3 separate regions of the Mus musculus genome follow, and all the other regions are linked to region 1. Evidence: chromatin contacts called from public HiChIP or PLAC-seq and promoter capture Hi-C data. All regions are on one chromosome and are shown on one strand. The core of a region is the stretch at or near the end of the contact, and the rest is flanking DNA. Distances in the headings are between cores, read along the strand shown. Region 1 holds the start of 5430437J10Rik (RIKEN cDNA 5430437J10 gene). Region 2 holds the start of Ttc33 (tetratricopeptide repeat domain 33). Region 3 holds the start of Prkaa1 (protein kinase, AMP-activated, alpha 1 catalytic subunit).

The links. Promoter capture Hi-C pulls out the DNA fragments that hold promoters and counts their contacts. HiChIP or PLAC-seq counts read pairs in DNA pulled down with a chosen protein or histone mark.
Region 2: a promoter capture Hi-C map of stem cell-derived epiblast-like cells shows a contact between it and region 1, with 3 times the contacts expected there. The contact joins the promoter of Ttc33 here to the promoter of 5430437J10Rik in region 1. A contact is called at or near these places in 5 of 39 promoter capture datasets (the 3T3-L1 cell line, hematopoietic stem and progenitor cells, liver and 2 more), 1 of 484 Hi-C or Micro-C datasets (pancreatic cancer cells), 2 of 115 datasets of contacts at active chromatin or transcription factors (bone marrow-derived macrophages and pancreatic cancer cells) and 2 of 9 other capture datasets (adipose tissue and liver).
Region 3: a contact with region 1 is called in an HNF4G HiChIP or PLAC-seq map of pancreatic cancer cells. The contact joins the promoter of Prkaa1 here to the promoter of 5430437J10Rik in region 1. A contact is called at or near these places in 1 of 39 promoter capture datasets (pre-B cells) and 1 of 115 datasets of contacts at active chromatin or transcription factors (pancreatic cancer cells).

What each region holds. Positions count from the first base shown.
Region 1 is chr15:5,494,654-5,498,629 of GRCm38.p6, forward strand. It overlaps 5430437J10Rik (RIKEN cDNA 5430437J10 gene), which reads left to right and starts at 1,665. Exons shown (of 5, transcript NR_045274.2): 1 at 1,665-1,702.
Region 2 is chr15:5,184,251-5,188,039 of GRCm38.p6, forward strand. Ttc33 (tetratricopeptide repeat domain 33) reads left to right here and starts at 1,310. Exons shown (of 5, transcript NM_026213.3): 1 at 1,310-1,518.
Region 3 is chr15:5,142,038-5,146,092 of GRCm38.p6, forward strand. Prkaa1 (protein kinase, AMP-activated, alpha 1 catalytic subunit) reads left to right here and starts at 1,824. Exons shown (of 9, transcript NM_001013367.3): 1 at 1,824-1,958. The coding sequence starts at 1,832.

The DNA of each region.
Region 1 (3,976 bases), core at 415-2,914:
AGGATGCCAACTAAGGTGGCTAATAGTCTATTGGGACTATGGGAGCACTTGGTTTGTGGCTAGTATAGACTGTGACATACTCAAAGTGTAAGATGCTCACCATGTTCTGATGACTGCATATGGGGAAAAAACAGCAGAAAAAAGGTGCTCATTAATAGTCTAACATTGATTAGATACTGAAATGATGAGTATTTTGAACATGTTAAGTTAAAATGTATTACTGAAATTAATCTTAATCTATGAAAAAAAAAAAACCTGTCCTTACTAGAAAATTGAAAACTATACCTGTGGTTCCTGTGAGTAGCCTGTATTCCATTTCTAGCATGTAGTGTAGACTTGGGCACAGCAAAGCTTTGTGTAGGAAGCTTAGCTGGCTGGGCTTCAGTGTATGCATCTCTGAAAGTCAGGAGCAAAGATGACTGGAAGGACTTGGTCCTCAAAGGCTTTGATCACATTCTTTCTTCAGTCCATGATTAACCTTGAGAAAATGACTTCTTATGAATATCGACTTATGCTTTCACGTTGGTGACACATTACCTTGGACATATTAGGTCTCCCAATGTTAGTCAGTTTGCAAATAATCTCTAAGTATAGCTCATTATTTATGGTAGCAAATGGAGATGTGCAGCTCAACATATTGAGAAACCCAGGGTGGAGAGCGTAGGGCAAGGGTCACAGAGTGAATCACAGCCTGGGTTTGAATTGGCATCTCTATGAGTCATTCTTGAGTTTAACCACTAGACAAATTTCCTCTTGAGAAATACTAAGTGTGATGGATCTTTCCCACCAGCATTCCAAGGACTGTTGAATCGGTGTCTGCCAAGATAATTATTAAGTAATAAAAGTGAGGTGGGCGACATGAAATTTCGTGGATCCTAGCCAGGAGCGATGTGTTATCTGTGTAAGAAACTGGCCCAATCTGAGACGTTTAAAGGGAACACAGTGATGTTATGTCTTTAGGGAGACATGGAGGGAATCCCACTGCAGAAGTGAAAGTGCTACTTCCTGCTTTTTAAAAAATCATTTCAAAATGGAAACGTATTTAGAAAAATGCCAAGACCAGGTTCATGGTGCTTTTTCACAAGGCTGAGGCCCCAGTTGGGTGGGAGTGAGAACTTGCATAAATTCTTTTCTGTCCCAAGAGGTATTTGAGCAGTGTGCTTCTACATGATGAAGCCGGTTACATCTGTGAACATGGTTACACCTGTGAGGTAGGCATATTTAAGCTTTCGAGGGTTGTAGTTCATGGCACTGAGCTTTGGTCCCATGATACTGCATGCACAACTTTCCTGTGGCAGTGATTGCAATCTGGTGAGCACCAGCATCTCTGCTCACAGCTGCTCTTTGTATCCCGCAGGTGAAGGAATTTAGTGTTTCTTTAGCATTTATTTTTTTAATACTGAGGAATGTAGGTACTTGTAGCCACATTGGTAGTGGTTTGTGAGAATTGAGGAATTGAGCCTAGCTATGTGACCACTCTCCACCCTCAGAAAAAAAAAAAAAAAAGAAAAGGGAAGAGAGAACTCAGGATGTAAAAGGCCTCTCATTGAGAGACTAGCCAGTTGGGATAGGAAGCCATGAGCTGCCAATCCACAGCACCTCCTATTGTAGCTAGAAAAGGGTGGGATGAAGATGGCTTTTACATCTCTAGGACGGAGGTGTTAGAAGCTGGATCAGGGACTGGATCAGAGGATCAGGGGAGGTAAGGTAATTTGTATGAGGAATTAGAGCTGCAGATACTTATGAAAGCTATGGGGAAGGACCAACCTAGAGCAGTGATTCATGCAGATAAAGATGGTAGGCTACCCAATCAGGGAGTCTAATACATAAGTTTGAAGATTTTGTTCTCTCTCTAGTGTAATCTCTGTCATATAACCCTATATTTAGACAAGAAAGAATTCACTATAGAGGCTGAGCAGTGGTGCTCCAGGAACTTGTCTACTGTGGGGTAGATTCATGATAACCTACTTAAGGCGGCAGCCACTAGAAGAAGGAAGAGTCAACACAGAATGCAAAGCATGGTATTTTGTTTTTATTTTTCAAGCTACTTCATCTGGGATTTAATGGGTAAGTTACAGTTAATTTTTAAAAATTTATTTATTTATTTACACCCCAAATGCTGCTGCCCCTCCTACTGGTCTTCCCTTCATGGAGTTCCTCCTGTCCTCTCCCACTGACACAGGACAAGGTATGCAGCAGCCCTCTGCTACATATGTGCCGGGGTCCTTGGTCCAGCCCAGGTATGGTGTTTGCTTGGTGGCTCAGCCTCTGAGAGCTCCCAGGGGTCCAGGATTTTTGACACAGTTAGTCTTTCAGTAGGGTTCCTATCCCCTTCAGGGCCTTCAATCCCATAAGGGTCCTGGAAGTGGTTATCTGCATCTTTTTGGTCAGCTGCTGGGTGGAGCTTCTCAGAGGACAGTCATGCTAGGCTTCTGTCTGTAAGCTTAACAGAGAATCATTAATAGTGTCAGGAATTGGTGCTTGCCTAAGGGATGGGTCTCAAGTTGGACCAGCTATTGGTTGGTCATTCCTTCATTCTCTGCTCCATTTGGCCCTGCATTTCTCTTAGACAGGACACATTTTGGGTTGAAAGTTTTGTGGGTGGGTTGGTGTCCTTAGCCCTCCACTGGGGTCCTTCCTGACTACAGGAGGTAGTGTCTTCAGGTCCATGTCCCCACTGATAGGCATCTCCACTAGGTTACCCTCATTGACTCCTGGGAGCCTCCCCTATCTCAGTTCTCAGGGACAGCCTAGAAATCCACTCCCCCCATCTCTGGCAGCTGCAGATTTCCATTTATTATCCTGGTCTTCTGGGCCTTACTCTTGTCTCTGGCCACACCTGATCCTGTCCTCCTGTTTCCCTCATGCTCCTCTCTCCCATCCACTTTCCTCCCTCCCCTTGCCTCCCTTTACTATTATGTTTCCCTTCTAAGTGGGATACAAGCATCCTCACTTGGGTCTTCTTGTTTAACTTCTTTGGGTCTGTGGGTGTATCATGAGTATCCTGTTTTTTATGGCTAATATCCACTTAGTAGTGAGTACATACCATGCATATATTTTTGGGTCTGGGTTACCTCAGTCAGGATGATATTTTCTAGTTCCATCCACTTGCCTGAAAAATTCTTGATGGTCTTGTTTTTAATAGCTGATTAGTATTCCATTGTGTAAATGAACCACACTCTCTGTATCCATTTTTCCATTAAGGGACATCTGGATTGTTTCCAGCTTCTGGCTATTATGAATAAGGCTGTTATGAACATAATGGAGCATGTGTCCTTGTGGTATGGTGGAGCATCTTTTAGATATATGTCCAGGAGTGGAATAGCTGGATCTTTAGGTAGAACCATTTCCAAGTTTTTGAGAAAACACCAGATTGATTTCCAGAGTGGTTGTTGCAATTTGCAATCCCACCAACAATGGAGAAATGCCCTCTTTCTCCACATTCTTGCCAGCCCATGCTGTCATTTGAATTTTTGATATTAGCTATTCTGATTGGGGCAAGGTGGAATCTCAAGGTCATTCTCATTTGCTTTTCCCTGACAGCTAAGCTTGTTGTACATGGTGTTCATAATCTGTTGTTTAACAAAAGGATAAATTGTTGTAATTCTCAGAAAGGATTATTGTATCAACTTCAACAAGTTTAAAATCATGTCTTTAAATTATCTTGTTAATTTAGATTAGCATCTGATGATCAATGGCTATGTGAAAACTCTTTTAACTGTTCCAGATGTTTCATTTAACTCATCAGCAAATCACAGAGACTCAGGGATCCACTCAACTCATGCCACTTTCACAATCACACAGAAGTGAGAGGTCTATATCTCAACATCACAGATCAGGAACCAGACCGATGAAGTTCTAGAGCTGACTGTGACAGTCAGCCAATAAGTGGTATATCTAGAAGTTAGATAAAGGTTTCTTCAAGAGTTTTTATGAGTAATTAGAAAGTGTAAGTATTAAGTATTTTATATTTATG
Region 2 (3,789 bases), core at 60-2,559, 310 kb before region 1:
GGGGTGGGAGGTGGGGAGGGGAGTATTACTAATGGTATCTCAGAATCCTACCATGTTTCTGTTTGGTTTCAGACCCAGGAACAAACAACTTAGGTGTATATTTTACATACCAAAGCAGACCTGGCCTCCTGGTTCTCCCAGCATCCCTCAGTCCCTAGTATAACTGGCCCCCAATCCTGAATTTTCAGCACAGGGCCTGGACTCCCTTCCCCCAGAGGATCTTTGCTATATAATCCATTTTGTTTTCTCCCTCCCCATCTCCCCTGCCCCCTTGTCTTAGCCTGAGGGCTCTCTTTCTCTTCCTCTTCTCTCCCTTTTCTGGCCTCCTTCCTTGGGGCCAGTGAACTCACCTGCCCGAGAGCAGCTTCTTAATAAACCTGCAGTTGTATATATTTTAATCTGGCTTGAATTGGCTCATTTTACCAGTGGAGAAATAACTTATCAGTTTACCTCAACAAATAACTAGCCAGTAAGACATGCGGTGGCGCGTTGAAAAAGCGTGGTCTCCATAAATCGATCTTGGCTTTGTGTAGCACAGCTATGTGGATAAACTTAAGGAGTTTTCAATTCCCTCAGTGTGCCCCATTGTTAACATCAGCCTGCTAATTTACTTGTAAGAAGTGACAGGTGCTACTTTCAGGCTCTGCTGTGGATTCTCACAGGAAGCTTGCAGTTCAGCCCAATCCTCCCTGATCGGCTCTTACTTAAGGTTTCTGTTGCTGGGATAAAACACCATGACCAAAGTCATCTCGGGGCGGAAAGGGGTTATATCAGCGTCTAGTTTCACATTATAGAAGGAAATCAAGGTAGAAACTCAAGCAGGGCAGTAATTGGTCCTTTTTAAGGCTTGTTCAGTTAGCTTCCCCTTGGGCCAGACCACCTGCCAAGGGTGTGGCACTGCCTGTAATGGGTTGGGTCCTCCCACATCAATCATTCATCAAGACAATGCCCGCATAGATTTCCCTACAGGCATTTTCTCAGTTAAGATTCCCTGTTTTATAGCTAAGTATATGTTTGTGTCAAGTTGACACAAACAAGCCAGCACCCTTTGCACTTATTTCAGCTCAGTCTCCGCCCCCCCCCCCCCCCCCCCCCTTCTGCATCTCACAGACCCTTCAGCGGCTAGGCCGGTCAGACTAGGCGGTAAGCCATTTATTTACCTGAGGACTGTGTGTATTGCAAAGCACAACCTCAAACACGGGAGTCCATTCCCGGCTGCAGTTAGAGGGCGCTTCGTCTGGTGTCTTTATTACAAATCCCATAGTCCCTAGGGCGCCGCAGTGACTTCTGGGATTAGTGGTCCTGCAGAAGGGCGCTGGCGGGTAAGAAAGTCTTCTTTTCTTCTGTCCGCCTTGCTGGACTTTAGAACGTCCCAGGATGATTTCATGCTTTTTTTTTAAAATAAAGAATCGGGAAGCACAGGCAGGCAAGGCAGATTAGAATCCCGGCAGAATAGTTTCCGTTTCCGGTGCCAAAGGGCACGTGGAATGTAAACACGGCACCACAGAGTGTTTTCAGGTAACTGGCTGCGGGTAGGCGGTAGACAGGGCTGAGGGTTGCTGCGTGCGGGAGGGAGGGCCGAGGGTGGCCCGGTGAGGTCCACAGAGCCCTGGGGCGTGCCTCCGACCTGGGCACGGGGCGCGGGGCGCGGTGGCAGGGTTCTGGGTGCCGGCCCGGCCGCCCGAGGAGCTGCTATGGCCGGAGCTCATTTTTATTGCAGCCGAGGCAGGGGCCAGTTTTGAATCCTGTGTTCTCCTCGGGTAGCATTTTAAGGGAATCCGTTTCTCTCGTTCTTCACCTGCGGATTCATCTCTCCTGTTCGGAGGGTGGTTGTTGTGATTCTCTACCTCCGGCCGGTGTTTTTCCATCTTGGGTGGCCGCATCCTCTCACGCAGTCAGTTCAGGAGGACGTTTTTAACTCTGTGGCAAGCACCCAGCTTATTTATGGCCCGGTAAAGGGTCAAGTCGAGCGGTTGCGGTGGAGAGCATCGTACATGTTTAGAATCTTAATGCCACTCATCGTTCTGTAGAGCACGTAGACTTTTAACTCCAGATGAGAGTTAGCACGAAACCTTTACAGTTGTGATTTACCCACTTGATCTGTTATCGGGTTGGAAAGAAGCTTGGTGCCTTATCCATCCAGGTACAGATCAAGCAAAGCTCCTTCTGTACGCGGTTTTTAGTGAGTACTAATTACAAGCACAGCCTAGAGGCACAAGAAGCTCATAGCGTAAGATGAAAACAGTTTAGTTGAGATGTAAGTGGCGTGTTATACAACTCCTCCTAATAGAGTCTATGACTCAGTAACCGTTATTGCTGTTCACAAAATCGTGCCATTATACCAATTGATGTTAGGACATTTTAATCACCGAGAAGGGGAGTCCCGAATCATTAATTGACTATTGTCTGTATTTTCTCCCCAGTAGCATTTCAGATCCCGGATCAGATCAGAGCATTACATTTTCCTTGGGGAAGATGTTCACACATGCCAGGAGTCTTCCCTCTTTTAAGCCTGGCCAGCTTCTATTCTCTAAAGCTCACTTTCATGCAGACACTAGTGTGCGTTTGTCTGACAGGTCATTGGATCACGCTTGATAGCACTTACCGGTATTGTAATTGAGTTCAGTCTCCTTGTCCACAGGCAGTTTGGGAGAAAATATAAACTTGGTATTATAAACTGGTAACACATTCCTGCTTTTTCACTTTAGTAGGCCCTTGATACCGCTTGCTGTTTCTTCATTATTAAGTCGTTTCTAATCTCCACAAGGACTTGTTAGATTTTTTTTTTCATCTTTCTCAGATGCATACATTTATTTATTTTTTTCCTTTATATTGAGTAGATGGCTATAACCTACTTTTCCTACTAATGTGAAATTTGGGAACATGAAATCCCTAGTTTTGTTTGGACTCTGCTCAGAAACTTTAGAAATGTGGAGGACAAGGACACAAGCTTCAGAGGGCAGCCGTGTGAGGCAGAGAGCTACCCTCTGAGACTTAACCCTTCCTTATGTGCCCTCAGCACTTAGCGCCCCCCCCCCCCCCCCTTAGCTTGGGAGGTGGGGATCTCAGTGGTTTGTTGACTTTCGTTTTCTCATTGTTCTCAGCTCATCCTTTCACCATGACTGGCAGATGTTTCCAGTGATTTAAAATGAACTTGCCTTCAGTAAGCAAAACAGGTTTTCTGTTTTTAATAGATCTGCTACACTGTCTGATGCCTCACGTTAGTCATGTAGAATGCAAGTCCCACATTCTCACTGCCTTTAGGGACATAAGTACAAGAGAGCTGCCACCTCTTCTTTCCTCTTCTTCCTCCTCCTCTTGTATCCTAGTATCCTTTGAAGGCATTCTGAGCATCCATTTTCCTAGACTGTCTTCACTCTATGCCTCTGGATTTGTGATCCATAGTAGCCATACTTTCATTTTACCTCCTTGTTTTCCCCTGGGATGATGGAGATATATATATATATATATATATATATATATATATATATATATATATACACCCCACACACATATATGTATAAATACATCCATATATACGTATACACACATATAAATGTATATATATGTTTACACACACACATACACACATATGTATATGTATATAGTAATTTTTCAGACAGAGGAAATACATTTCCTCGTGTTACGATGAGGCCAAGGAGGAAGCTTCCATAGCCCTCATTCTGTAGCACAATTTATACTCTATTTTGTACCCAGGATTTCCCAAAACTCACTGCTCTCTGGAGAGCACATGGTTCGCCTACATTAGCCTGTGATTGAGACTTTGTG
Region 3 (4,055 bases), core at 574-3,073, 350 kb before region 1:
TTCTGGGAGTTCACTTTCACCTTCGGCCATGGGGGTCCTGGGGTTCAAATTCAGGTCTTCAGGCTTGACAGTGTGTGCCTGTAACTGTCGAGTCATTTATCCCACTTTAGTTCATGTTAGTTTTGAGAATCTCAGGTAGTTCAAATCAGCCTTAGTGTCCCTAGGTGGAGAGGATGGCCTTGAACATGTGATCTCCCTAGCGATAATCCCCAGAGTGCTGGGATGGCAGGCATGAGTCATCATTCTCACTTTTATAGGCTACTGAGGATCTAACCCAGCACGCCAGGCCAGCACTCAACCAAACGAGCTACAGCCTGAGACCACTGATTTCTTGTAGATTAAAAGAAACAGTAGAACCTTCCTGGGCAAATGTGAAGTAACTTAAAATGCCAGATCAAGGGGTGGGAGAATTGAAAGGGTTTCCCCCTCCTTGAGAGAATCCAGAGCTATTTCTGCCTTATAGTAATCCTTGTAAAATAGAGAGTTGATTAACGAAGATTGCTCCCAGTTATTGTTCTTGGCGGAGAAGCAGGTGTTTCTCAACCCGTGGGTCACGACCCACTACGGGATCAACCCCCTTAGATCATCAGGAAACAATGATATTTACATTGCGATTCATAAAAGTAGCAAAAAAAAAAAAAAGCTATGAAATAGCATTGAAAATACCTTTATGATGGGAGACGGGTCACCACAACATGGGGAACTGTATTAAGGGTCATAGCATTAAGAAGGTTGAGAACTATTGCTCAAACCTTAAAGCAGCTTTCTTCCCCCTGAATACTTTTTCTTGGAACAAAAGCGTTTGATGTTACATTGCTTTGATGTCATAAGCCAGAATATGGGAAAACTAGGAGTGTTGGTAATTTTCATCCCAAAGAAAAATGACATTTTTCGTCTCCAAAAAAAAAAAAAAAAAAAAAAAAAAAACCACAAAAACAAAACTCCATCCTTTTTCTCCATCGACATTGATAGAGATTCAAATTGCAAAATCGAAGGATGACATATATATTTTTACCTATTGTTAGAACTGAGTAACAGATTCACTTCAAAATCCTGTTACAAATAAACACACTTCTTTGGTGACTGGATATGGCTCCATTTATACAAACAACACACTTTTTCAAGTGGACTGAAAATGTACATTTTATTGAAAATGTAAAAATATTAGTTTCTAAACACGATAAGTTCGGGATAACACCTCTTTCTGGAATTCACATAGCTCACACACATTCCACAGGGGAAATTTGACGGTAGCAAATTTCCTAGGAAGTCTCTCCAGGATGTGCGGTGTCCCATAGTAATTTACTGGCTCAGAGTTTTTTTTTGTTTAAAGCAGTGGTAAGTATTAAAAGTGCAAGTGAAAACACCCTTGGCTTCCAGATGACACCGAGATGAGATGAAAATCAAGATTTCAAGTCAGTGGTAGGGCGGTGTCCCCTGTCTTGTTTCAAAGCACGCCGCGCTATCCCCGGGCAACGTGTAAGCAAGCATCGTCCTCCTGGGAATTACGGGGGTGGGGTGCTGTACCGCACCCACAGACCCTCGGGTGGCCGCGGTCGGCTCCGCGGCGGGGGAAGCCCTCCCGCGCGCAGAAGCGCGGGCGCGCGCAGAGGGATGCGGGGCGCCGAGGCGAGTACCGGCGCCGCTCCCGCCGCCTAGCCCGCCAGGGGGAGCGAGTGCGCTCGGCGGCCGGCTGCGGGGACTGCGGGGCCTGCGCGGGCGGTGGCCGGCGACTGCGCCCCACCGCGGCGCACCCGCGTCCCCACCCCCTCGGCGCCCGCCCGCCCCCGGCGCGGCCCTGCCCGCCCCCTCCGCCCCCTCCCGCGGCGCCATGCGCAGACTCAGTTCCTGGAGAAAGATGGCGACGGCCGAGAAGCAGAAGCACGACGGGCGGGTGAAGATCGGCCACTACATCCTGGGGGACACGCTTGGTGTCGGCACCTTCGGGAAAGTGAAGGGTGAGGACGCCCGGGCCAGCGCGGACCCGGCGAACGGCGAGCGACTGCGCCTTTCGCACTCCGCATCCTCCCCCGCGCCCGCCTTCCGGGTGTCTGGGCTCCGTATCCCCGGTCCGGGCGGCGCTGGGAGCGGAGCCCGAGGCTGCCGCGGGCTGCAGAGCTGTGGGGTCCGCCGCGGTGGGGTGGGGGCGGTCGCCATGGCGACGGCGCGGCGCCGGAGGGGCGGGGATGGCTCTGGGTGCAACTTTCCCAGGCGAGGGAGTTGGGCACTGAGCGCGCGGGGGCGCCCGGCGCGGACGAGGGGGTCTCTTGTGGTCTTCTGATCCCCTGTGTGCCCTTGGCGCAGAGCCAGCCCATCGCGCCCTGGCGGTCCTCGGAGTTGTCGCTGCCTCGCTTTTAGGAGGTTGTGGACTAAAGTGCTTCTTCGGTTTCCTGAATCGAAATGTGTTCTTCCAAAAGCAAGGTAGCTGTGGAGATACCTTTCAGAAATAGTAATGCCCTTGTTAGGACTATTGATCTCCGTCAGGACTTTTGATGCATATGCCTGTGAACTGGCGCGGTGTTTCCTATGCGTGGTTTACAGTTGGATGCAGATGCTGCTTTTAAGTGATTCCGTTTTCGGAAGTTTTGCGGTTTCCGAGAGCTATACCTGGTAGGTAGGGCATATGTTAACTCCAGATGGTATTTATTAGCTTATAGGTATAGTTTCCGTTTATTCTCACAGTATATTTATATTTTAGTAATTCAGTGCACATCATTTGGACTTTTTGTTCGTTTTGGTAGAATCCCCTGTTACCGCCTTAGCAAAAGCACAAGCATTCTGTCTTCAACTAACTACTCTAGCCCACCACCTGTGACAAGGAAAATTCTGATTACAACCTTTGTGAGGTGGACTTTTTTCCCCTTTAAAATATTTAAGCCTGCTATTAAGTATTTAGAGGAAGGAAGTTTGGAGCTGATAAGAAATAATTCATACATTGGTTTTGGAGAAATAATAGACTATGGCCTGCATATATAGTAAGCTCCTTAGTAGATATTTGATTGAAGTGAAAAAGTTTGTCAAATTACACAGCAAGCTAACTGAGCTCCGTTCTCCCAGGAGGGCAGAAAGAGCCCTTCCTTCTCTTGCCCTTTCCCAGTCCTAAACGGAAAGTTGCTGTGTTACCCTCAGGGGAGCAAATGCCTAAACCTACCTAGGAAAATCAGCAAGCCAGACAGTGTGAAGGAGGAGTAGGTGTGGTCTAGGGCCTAGCACTGATCATGGTTCAGCCAGTGTTCGTGAACACTCTCAGGGTTTTGCTTTGTCTCTTTTTATGCATGCATGCATTTATTTATTTCGAGAGAGTGTTACAATGCTGTCCAGGCTGGCTTTGAACTTGTTATTCTTCGTGCTTCAGCTTCCTAAGTAGTTGGCATTAACAGGCAGCTAGCTCTTCCAGTGTTTTGTTTACCTTTAGCTAGGCATCCTTGTTTGCCATTAGAGGTGGTAAGAAGTGCTAATTAAGGCTCTGATGGAAGTGATAAGGCAGACTTGAACTCAGAAGGCTCCTTCCGAAGGCCCTGCTTGGAATGAATGTGGCATCCAGTCCGCCATTCCTTTGACACAGACCAGAGCGGATCAAGCAGACAAGAAAGGAAGAAGGGATTGTTTTCCCGGCCTGGGATTTGACCTGGGAAGTAGCAGTGCCTCGAACCTCCCTCCCAGTGACTCTGCTTTTCCTTAACCTTCACTTCTCCACCCACCCACACAGCCTTCTCTTGAAATCCTATACCATCAGTCATAAGCCTCCTCCAATACAGAGGGCCAGTGTGAGTCAGAGGATCCTAGGCTTCTCGGTTATAATTAAACTTGTCCTTGAACTTGTTAGTTGATGTGGGTCTAAATATTCAGCCAGTTCATTTTAAAACTGTTAAATGGTTGGGATGCTTTTTTTTTTTTGACATTAGTAATAATGTCAAATTAGTAACCACAGGATTTGCTATGATCCTCTCCTTACTAAGGAATGGCTGGACTGCCATATCCCATTTGGTTTATGCATCAGAGTGGGGATAGCATGACTGTCTTAGTTAGGGTTTTACTGCTGTGAACAAACACCA